Linked DNA regions of Mus musculus: region 2 is linked to region 1. The links are chromatin contacts, called in public Hi-C maps. All regions are on one chromosome and are shown on one strand. The core of a region is the stretch at or near the end of the contact, and the rest is flanking DNA. Distances in the headings are between cores, read along the strand shown.

The links. A called contact is a pair of places that touch in the nucleus more often than the background predicts.
Region 2: a Hi-C map of pancreatic cancer cells shows a contact between it and region 1, with 3 times the contacts expected there. The contact joins two enhancer-like sites. A contact is called at or near these places in 2 of 484 Hi-C or Micro-C datasets (hematopoietic stem and progenitor cells and pancreatic cancer cells), 2 of 115 datasets of contacts at active chromatin or transcription factors (embryonic stem cells and pancreatic cancer cells) and 1 of 9 other capture datasets (liver).

Annotation. Positions count from the first base shown.
Region 1 is chr10:59,536,681-59,541,532 of GRCm38.p6, forward strand. All of the region lies in intron 1 of Mcu (mitochondrial calcium uniporter), which reads right to left. Among named protein-coding and RNA genes, the nearest start is that of Gm40671, 36 kb to the right of the region's middle. Within about 2 kb of position 2,956, at least 171 of the 459 cell types and tissues checked have an H3K27ac peak or open chromatin away from gene starts, as enhancers often do. A contact at or near this core is called in pancreatic cancer cells, where this site is marked.
Region 2 is chr10:59,722,819-59,727,670 of GRCm38.p6, forward strand. The region is part of intron 1 of Micu1 (mitochondrial calcium uptake 1); the gene reads left to right. Among named protein-coding and RNA genes, the nearest start is that of Micu1, 23 kb to the left of the region's middle. Within about 2 kb of position 1,988, at least 49 of the 459 cell types and tissues checked have an H3K27ac peak or open chromatin away from gene starts, as enhancers often do. A contact at or near this core is called in pancreatic cancer cells, where this site is marked.

The sequences.
Region 1 (4,852 bases), core at 1,706-4,205:
CAGGTTCAATTCCCAGTACCCACATGGAAGCAAAACACCTCCTTTAGCATTGGGCATGGATGTGGTATAAAATACTCAAATAATAATAATAATAATAATAATAATAAAAACATCTTTTAAAACCACAAGGTCAGTGATTGCTAAGTGGCCATGATCTATTGAGCAAGTCAGGATACATGTATAAAAAGATATACCTTGAATTGTAACAATACTGAAGTGTGTGTGTGGGGGGGGTCAGTTCAGTCAAATTTATACAACCAAGAGAAATGAAATTTTCAGTAAGGAAAGATTACTGTGGGCTGGAGAGGCTAAAGAAGGCTTTTTTTCTGGGGCTGGAGAGATGGCTCAGCAGTTAAGAACACTGACTGTTCTTCCAGAGGTCCTGAGTTCAATTCTCAGCACCCACATGGTGGCTCACAACCATCTGTAATGGGATGCAATGCCCTCTTCTGGTGTGTCTGGAGACAGCTACAGTGTACTCATACACATAAGATAAATAAATAAATCTTAAAAAAAAGAAAAAAAAAAGAATAGATGGCCTTTCCCCATCGCACCCCAGCCAGGCCCAAAACAGGCACACATTCTGTGCCACAAGGTGCAAACTCAGCATAATTGTCTTTCAATTTATATTTTCTTCAACTTGATATAAAGGTCGTTTATAGTGTTAAACTTGGGAAAAGTTTATTGAATGCTTAAGAATACGTCCCTTGAACAATCCCTCCCTTCCTACATACGCATGTCCTTGCGTTTGGCCATGTGAGGTCCAGTCCATGGTGACTTCTAAAAGAAGGTAGGGAAACCTGAGCTTACTGGTGTGGACGAAAGCAGGTAGCAAGGAGACAACTAACGCTGCAGACGTCTCTGCCCACGCATCATGTCTTCAGGAAGGCTGCACTTAGTCGGAAAGCTGGGGACACTGTATGTGCGTGCTTCTGCATAATTTAATCCCAACCCTCCTGTGACCTGTAACTATCATCCTTACCCTTTCTATAAACACTGACACCCAGGGCGGGCACAGGGCAGAGAGCAGCCCGTGACTGAAATCAGACACATCTGATTCTAAGCACAGCTCTTCCCACGATGTGACTCATTGGGAGGAGAGTAAACAATGGCTGGCTACTCCCTAACATTCCAGTGCAGTCCACAGCAGCCCAGCTATTGAACCAACCCTGCCAAAACCCCACAGCCAGCCGGGACTACAAACTGGTGTTGCCTCTGACTCTGCAATTCATACCTACTGAAATGATCTCTCAACAGATCAGTCTACTAAAGTGTCTTTATTTTATTTTATTTTATTTTATTTTATTTTTTAAGACAGGGTCTCACTATGTAGCTCTGGCTCTCTGGAACTCACTACGTAGGCCAGACTGGCCTCGAACTCAGAGAGCTGCCTGCCTCTGTCTTCTGAGGGCTGGGATTTAAGGTATGTGCTACCACACTGGCGATCTGTCATCTTGTGTGTTCACTGTAGTAAACTGCCTTCCTTGAGTCTTGTAACTCTCCTCTCAAACTGGAGAGAAGCGGCTTGGAGTGGAGGAAGTGGCTATTTTCTTCAGGATCCCTAAATTGCTCGACATGTCCCTGGAATACACAGTCAGTAAACAACTATTAATTAAGAGTTGCTGAGCAACGCTCCTTTGATTTCTATAAAAACCTCCTTTGTCTCAGGGATCCCTTCATTCATTTCCATGATTACACCGACAACTGACACTAGATTAAAATAAATGGCTACACATGCATTATAGTGCTTTTCTTGCAAATTAAAATAAGATGAAAACCCGCAGCCTTGTGAGGTCTTACAGAAGCCTGGCCCGGGGACACTCGGAGATAAATGGAGCTTCATTTCCACTTGGAGAATTTACATAGACACTCAAAGTGAGAAAGAAAACGCAATTCTTGACTACATACCAACACATAAAAGCAGCTCATCTCAACCCCAGATAAATAGCTACTGAGCAAGCGTGCCTCCCTAGAGTACCTCTGGCTCTTTCATATTCAGTTTCCTCTAAGCTGCCACTAAATGTGACGGTCACAGAATGTTTTTAGACACTGGGGTTTCTATTATGACCATTTAAAATAAAAACAAAAACAAAACTCTGGTGTGTTTTTAAAATGTCACCCTCAGTCTCTGCATACCACCTGCAACTTTACGGGACCCCAGTGGGAGGGGTGGCTGGGGAGGAATCAGGATGGTGTGTGAAGGCAGAGATGACAAGTGTGGTAAGCTCAACCACTAACCTTGCCGCAGAAGCACCAAGGTTATGAGGAAAGCCCTGACTGGCAGCAGCGCAGGCAGGGTTGTCTGGAGAGGCGGCCACCACCAGGCGTTCCGCTCACTGTGTGAGGGAGCTGAGGAGATTCTCCTGCTGGATCACGCAAGGGCAGCTGCATGCCTAGCAGCTACAACAGTGGTTCTCAACCTGGGGGTCGCGATCCCTCTGACAAAACCCTCTATTATCCAAGATTACAGTTATGGAGTAGCAACAAAAATAGTGTTGTGGCTGGGGGTCAGCACAACATGAGGAACTTTATTAAGGGGTCACGGGACGAGGAAGGTCCTGAACCACTGAGCTAGGGGCAGGAGAACTCTAGGTGAGGGAGAACAAGGGCCACCCCTGCCTGTGCATCCTAGAATCGCAAACTCATTTGGCAACAGCAAGGTCCTTCTTGAACAGCTTCATCAAGGGAGTAAAAGCTACGTTCTCCAGAAACTGATTGGCGTTTTAAATCATTCTCTTCATGCTTTCCTGCTCCTCTCTGCAACAAGAGCACGGGCCACTCTGGTGCTGAAATGCATTAGCATTTAGGAATTACCCGAATTGCTCTTGGGGGGAGGGATCCCCGTGGCAAGATATGGCTGCTGTTCTGCACACTTCAGGCGGAGCGCGCCCAGCTCTCGCCCACGCACACCTACGGCCAGGCTTTCCCCGCCGCCGCCGCCACCGCTGCTCTGAACCTAGCAGGCTGCTGCTCCGCCTCCCTGGACAGCAGCACATTAGCATTGCTGGGAGCTGCCCACAACCCAGAGGGCTTTTCCTGACAGACAAGGACAGTCAGAGATTTAATCCCTACAGACAACTGCTTTGTGGGACTTTCCAGCAAGCCCATTGCCAATTCTTCAACCTCTCTCCTACAGCTAAATGCAGTCCACTGAAAAGATTCCATTTGCTCTCAACAAAATTCAGGAAAATCAGACGTGACTACCCCGGAGCTCGATTTTAAAGTTAATGAATCACATTCACGTTAGTTAGCTTTAAACCCGGCAGTTGCTATCTGCACTGAGGGACACTTTTCAAGGAGATCTAATAAAACTGAGCCGCATCCTCCCAATGGGGCGGTTATTACTTGGATAGGAGCTGAAAAATGAAAACTAAGAAAGCAAAATCCTTCATGCTCCCCTTTGCCTCTGATCAAATCTTGCCCCTCTCTGCCTGTCATTCGCTTTGGGTCTCAAGGCAAAGTAGAATAAAGTCTATTTGGAATGCTGACACCTCCTAGATCCAGGCCTGGGGCTACCCACCCCTGCAGTACAGCACAGTGGGTTAACCCAGAAGCCACAGCACCCAGCAGTGTGGGTCTCCCACAACAGGAAGGACTAAGCCAGAAGCCACAGCACCCAGCAGTGTGGGTCTCCCCACAATAGGAAGGACTAAGCCAGAAGCCATAGCACCCAGCAGCGTGGGTCTTCCCCTGGCCTCCCTTGGACTCTGCAGCAGGGTTAATTGTGTGGAACAGCCAAAATGGTATAGTAATTGGATATTGACTTTGGGGGGTTGATAATTTCTTTAACGCCTATGGCCTCAGACTTTCTAATGAGCCTTTCCTTAATCTGTGGTTGAAAACTGAAGAGTTGAGGACACGGTAAAAGATTTTCTAAGAAGGAAAGGAGAGAGGGCAGATGCAGGTGAATATTTTGCCCAGTCACACTCCTAGCCTTTGGAGGTCAGCATGGAAGGCCCTTCCTGCAGGCATCCTTTTAGGGGTGCAGGCCATTCCCTACCACCCCCTATCTGTATGCTTTGCCTGGAAAACTCCCTGCTTTCTCTTTTCTTTGGAGAAAAAATAAACCGTGTCTGCTCTATATTAATGATTTACAACAATCCCTTCCCCATCTCTATCCTGTAAGGTTTAACTTGGGCATTCCACTCTTGGACTTTTCCCACAAAAGAAAGCAGACTAGAAACCTGCTTTCTAGAGGTAAGCACACAGCATACCTCTACCAAGTGATAAGATCCATCTTGAAAGCAGTCTCCATGATGACGTCTCTAGCCAGCATGGAGGATGGATGTGCAACTCGGTGACTTCAATCAAACTATTTAATGAAGTACTTAAGGTAGATATTGATTATGCTTAAAGTGCATTCTGCAAACCTCACGTCAATTGAGTTACTGTTTCTTTTTTTATAGATGAGAACTCCCTTCACACTTTCCTGTAGAACTGCTGGCTTCAGGTTAGACACCACCAGTCTCAAGGCCTTGCCTAGTTCTGCGCTAAGTTGGTTCAAGGCTAGACAGCTGCACTACTCAGGGTAACCTCTGGCTTGATGTGCACATATGTAAGGAACTAAACAACTAGTGAGAGGAACAACCAGACGCACATCCTGATGAAGTGAAAAAATAAAGCAACCTGGGGGGGGGGCTGGTGCATTTTAACTGCTGTGTTACCAAAGCTGGCCTGATCCTCCAGCTTCAGCCTCCCAAGTGCTGGGCTAGGTAGGATTTGTAAGTGCAAGGGGATGAGAGAGGATGGGGAGGGAACACGCATACCGTGAAGGCAGGGATGTAGGTGGCACTCGAGGGCACAGGAATGAACACACCTAAGCAGCCCGCATTGTCTACCGACAGTTAGTGCT
Region 2 (4,852 bases), core at 738-3,237, 190 kb after region 1:
TAAGTCAGTAATGTGTGCAGGCTAGTGCCACATCGTGCCTATGGAGGTCAGAGGACAGCTTTGGGGAGGTGGTTCTCTGTCCTGTATGGGATCTGAGGAGCAAACTCAGGTCAAGGTTTTACACACAGACACTTGGTGTGCCATCTTGCCAGACCAGAGAAGGATTTTTTTTTAAAATTTTAAAATATAACAGAATATGTGTCTATATAGTAATATTTTAGAGTTCCAATAAAAAGAAAAGATCTAGAAAGAGAGTTTCTTTTCCCTCACCTGTAATTCCTTTTACAGTTTGCCTTTTGTAATCATTCTCTGGAGACTGCCCTCCTGTTAACTCGGATTTGCCTTCAAGATGCTCTGCTCGTCTGGTGTACTAGTGACTCTGGTTCCAGCTACTCAGAAAGCTTGAGGCAAGAGCATTGCTTCAGTCCAGGAGCTTGAGGCCAGCCTGGGCAATGTAGTGAAATCCCATCTCAACAGTGACAGGCGTTCTGTGAGACTAAGGCACTTCAGCTCTCTTGGTAGACTGTGTACCAGAACCCTGATCATGCTTGTGGACTTGGGGGCTTAATGCTGCTGCTGAGCCATACACACAACTCAGTGTTTTCAGCTGGCTACTTATAAAATGGGTGGGGAAGGAAAACTATTATTCCTTTAGCTTCTCCAAGGTCTTCAGTTGGGCTCATTGGAATGAAAAATAGATTAGTGGAGGAAAGAAAATAAAATGGCAGGTTATTAACATACGTATGTCATCTACATATAGGAAAAATGAGTTCATTTCAAAGAGTGGACCTTAAAATTAAATTCAATCTTCTGCTGAAACCAAGGGTTCTTTTGCCTGCACCTCCTGTTCTGAAGGAGGAGCTCTGGGATTTCAGGTGTACACCACCACGTCTGGCTTTTTGAAGGTGGGTTCTGTCAGGCTTGCTCTGTGTCCTCTACCCTCTGAGCCCTCGTTCTACCATCCCCCAACCCCCATCGTTCTCCAGGGCTGCTTCTCTCAGGCCATGCTTTCTTATTACAAGAGATTTTTTTTTCAAAGAAAAAATTTCTCTCTCTCTCTCTCTCTCTCTCTGTGTGTGTGTGTGTGTGTGTGTGTGTGTGTGTGTGTGTGTGTGTGTGTATGTGTGTGTGTGTATGTGATAAAAACTCTTCAGTTTGGCACTCAGAGATCTTCCCGATTGAGATCAGCCACACTCAATCAGGAAGATCTCTGAGTGCCTGATCTAGTCTCCCGGTCTTGCCAGAGCAGCTCTTCAGCTTGTGCGCTGGCTCTACTCCTCTTTGTCACCTTGAGAATCCCCTAGGGCCCTTTCCTTCTGGTGATGACCACAGTCCCTCCACTGTGTGTGCTCTTTGTGCTCTTTGTTGCTGTTGTCAGAAGCAAAGCTATTCATATCTACACATGCGCACATCTGGGAAATGGTCATTTAAAAATGAACCAGAAAAGGAAAGAGTAAGAAGTTATATGGTAGGAGGAAAAGATAAGGGTTGGCCTCCTTTGGATTTTATTAGCATATGTGCAGAAATGGGAGATGAGCTCTGGGATGGGGGAGGGGAGGCTGCTGGAATTGTGTTTCTGAAGCTTAAGTCACAGAAAGTAAATGTGTCCCCATTCTGTCTATATGGACAGCAGATAAAGTTCCTGCGTTGACAGTGAGCCTGGCCTGGGATCCTCCCTCAGTCTCAGGGAAGAGTCAGTAACAGGCCAGTGACTGGATCTGACATGAGTCCCGATAGCCAAACACAGTTATTTTAGTAAATTAGAGGTTGTTAACATACATAAATATTAGGAGTAAGGACCTGTGTAATTAATACTACACAGATGTTTCTCTTGTGGAAATAAATAGTTAAATAGTCTATGCCTAGCTGTGCCCAACTGTGTGTCTACAAAAGGGGGAAAAACATTTGGAGGAACTCAGAGCTGAGTCAGGAAGCAGGTCTCTGGGTAAATACATTGCCCTGGGTAGATGCATGCCAAGTCCAGGGTCATTTAAATTACAGAGCAGTGTGCTATGCAGGGTGGACACCATGCATGCACAGAGGGAGAGGTGACTAACTCAGTGCATTCCTTACCAAAGGTTAAGTAAGGGCTCTGCCTTCCTGTGGAGAGAGAGAAGGAGGAAGGACCAGTTGTGGCCTCCAGGTCATTGCTGAGAGGGAAAAAAAAATCATTCTCCATTAATTCTCTTGATAGAACTGTCTAAAAAGAGCCTAAGGTTTGGGGCTGTCCCTGACTTTCTGCCCTTCCATCAGAATTTTGAGCTGATCTGAGGCTGACAGTGAAGAGAGATAAAAGCTGACTGAGCGCCTCTGCCACTTCTAGTCTTTGTTGCTGTGTCGATGTCTGCATGTGGAGGCCAGAGGCCAGCCTCGGTCTTGGCCATGTTCTCTAGGCACCATCTACCATCTGGCTGTGGATTTTTTGTTGTTATTGTTGTGGGGTTTTGTTGTTCTTGTTTTGTTTTTGAGACGGGGTATCCCTGGCCCAAAGTTTGTCAAAGCTGCCCAGTGATCTATCTGCCTGTCCTGATTTATTTTGTTGGGTTTTAGTTATTGTTTTGAGACAGGGTTTCACTGTGTAATCCTGGCTGTCCTGGAACTTACTATGCAGACCAGGCTGGCTTCTATCGCCCAAGTGCTACTATGAAAGGCACGCACCAGTCTGCGAGGCTTACAAATCAACATGGACTCTGGGAGCTGATAAGATCCTTGTGTTTGTAAAGTACCATGGAGCCCTCCATGACTCCCTCGCGCCCATTTAGAATTTGTTTGTACTTCGTTAGGTAGCATTTTAGAAATGCCGTTTTAAAATGTTTCAAGGAGCCGGCAAGATGGCTTAGCTGTTAAAGGCCCTTGCCACCAAGCCTAACAGCCCAAGTTCAATATCTGGGATATACCTGGGGATAGAAGAGAACTGACTTCTGTCAGTTTTCCTCTGGCCTCCACACATATGCCATGGCATCTGTGCATGTACACACACACACACACACACACACACACACATGCATACTCACACACACACACTTAAGCATGTAATAAAAATGTAAAAAGAATGTTTCAAATATGTCTTGCTTCCTTAGAACCTAAACTATTGGTCATCTTTCAGATGACTCTCATGGCCGGCCAGCATGGATTTAATCAGGTCATTTTTAGAAAGTGCCTTAGTCACTCTGTTGGATGTTGAATTTGTTCTCGGCTGAGGCCGTGAAGAGCCCCCAGTTTTTGTGGCTCTCACTGTCAGACATCTTTTCTCAGCAGCGACCTGAAGGTCTGCCATGCTCAGCTGTTTCAGCTGGAGCGGACAGTGATTTGTTCAAGCCTCTTTCTTGTGGAAGCCAGGTGGAAGGGCCAGTGTCTACTTCCAGAATGGTCTCTAGGTGTCACAGAGGAAGACTAACAGCAGCATGTGCTAAAAGGACTTTGCAGAACTCCTCTGTGTTCCTCGGAATGAGGGACACGATGAGACACGCACCCCAAATTAAAAGATTAGGAAAGCAGAGTTCGCCTCTGGGATGCGGGCTGTGAAGTTGAGTGTGTGTTGAGCAGTAATACGAACAAATATGGATGTGTCTGTCTTATGATGGAAAAAAAAGTCTATTTAGAGTTAGTCAGCAGGACCCAATGGGAAGGGTATTCAGGAGGGACGCAGGCCTCCTTTCCTTCAGAGCTCATCGGGTGACACAAGAGCTTCTGCACAGCTGTGTCAGGCATCCTTGACATCTGTAGGGAGCACGGGTGTGCTGTCTTCCGTGCTCCTTGGGGGAGCTTGATGATTTTCAGTGCCCAGGCTTATTTCTCTTGAGGGCGCCCTTCAGACAGTATGTGAGCTGCTTCCGTGTCCAGGCTGCCAGGAAGGTGGGTGTCATGCACTCTGGTTTGCTCTATGGATGTCAGCACAGCGTTCTCAGCCTTTGAAACCTTGTTTTGGTGATTGAGAAGGGCAGGGACTTCACTCTTGGTACCATCTTGATGAGGTCCCAATACTAAACAAAACGTTAAAGCAGTGGTTCTTAGCCCAGAGGGTTCTCTAATGACCTATTAACAGGGGTAGCATATCAGATAGTCTGCACATCAGATATTTACATTATGATGCATAGCAGTAGCACAATCACAGTTCTGAAGTAGCAATGAAAATAACTTTATGATGGGGGGGAGGTGTCACCACACACAAGTAACTGTATTAAAGGGTAGCAGCATTGGGAAGGTTGAGAACCACTGCATTGAAGGAATTTCTTTCTTTAGTATTTATATTTTAACTGTGACATGAAAAGAATCTGGTAGGGAGGGAGCTTTCCCAGGGCTAGCAGTGAGAAAGGGTTAAATCAAACTTCAATGGCTTTAATGGAAGCACCTCTCAGCATTAAGGCATGAAATAGCAAGAACTTCCAGCTACAATGTGGCACCGTCTAGCTTCAAGCTCTGGACCCCACTGCTTTCTCCCATGGATTTTCAGGCGCGAGTCACACTTGAGCAACTTTCTCCCTTTAAATTTCCTGTTTCTCACCAGGAGCCGGGCGTGCAGGGGGAGAGCTGTCCCTTCTGATTCTGTGTGCTCTCATTGTTACTTCTGTGCTGTTCGCACCTCAGTGGGACATTCAGGAGCTTCCCCTGATCCAAGTGCCTGACCAACAGATTCTCCTGCCATGAGTTCTTGTGGCTTTTCCTGGCATTCCCCCAAAATGGCTTTCTAGTACATTTTGCTGATATGATACCTCGGTAAAATTCCCAAGTTTCCATAGTTTTGTCCTCTCCATAAGATCTGGGAATCATCCCTGGTTGGGCTGGCCCCTTTGGATGCTCTCCATTAGGCCTGGAATCCATGGCTGCTTGAGCTGCCATCTCTTTACATCTG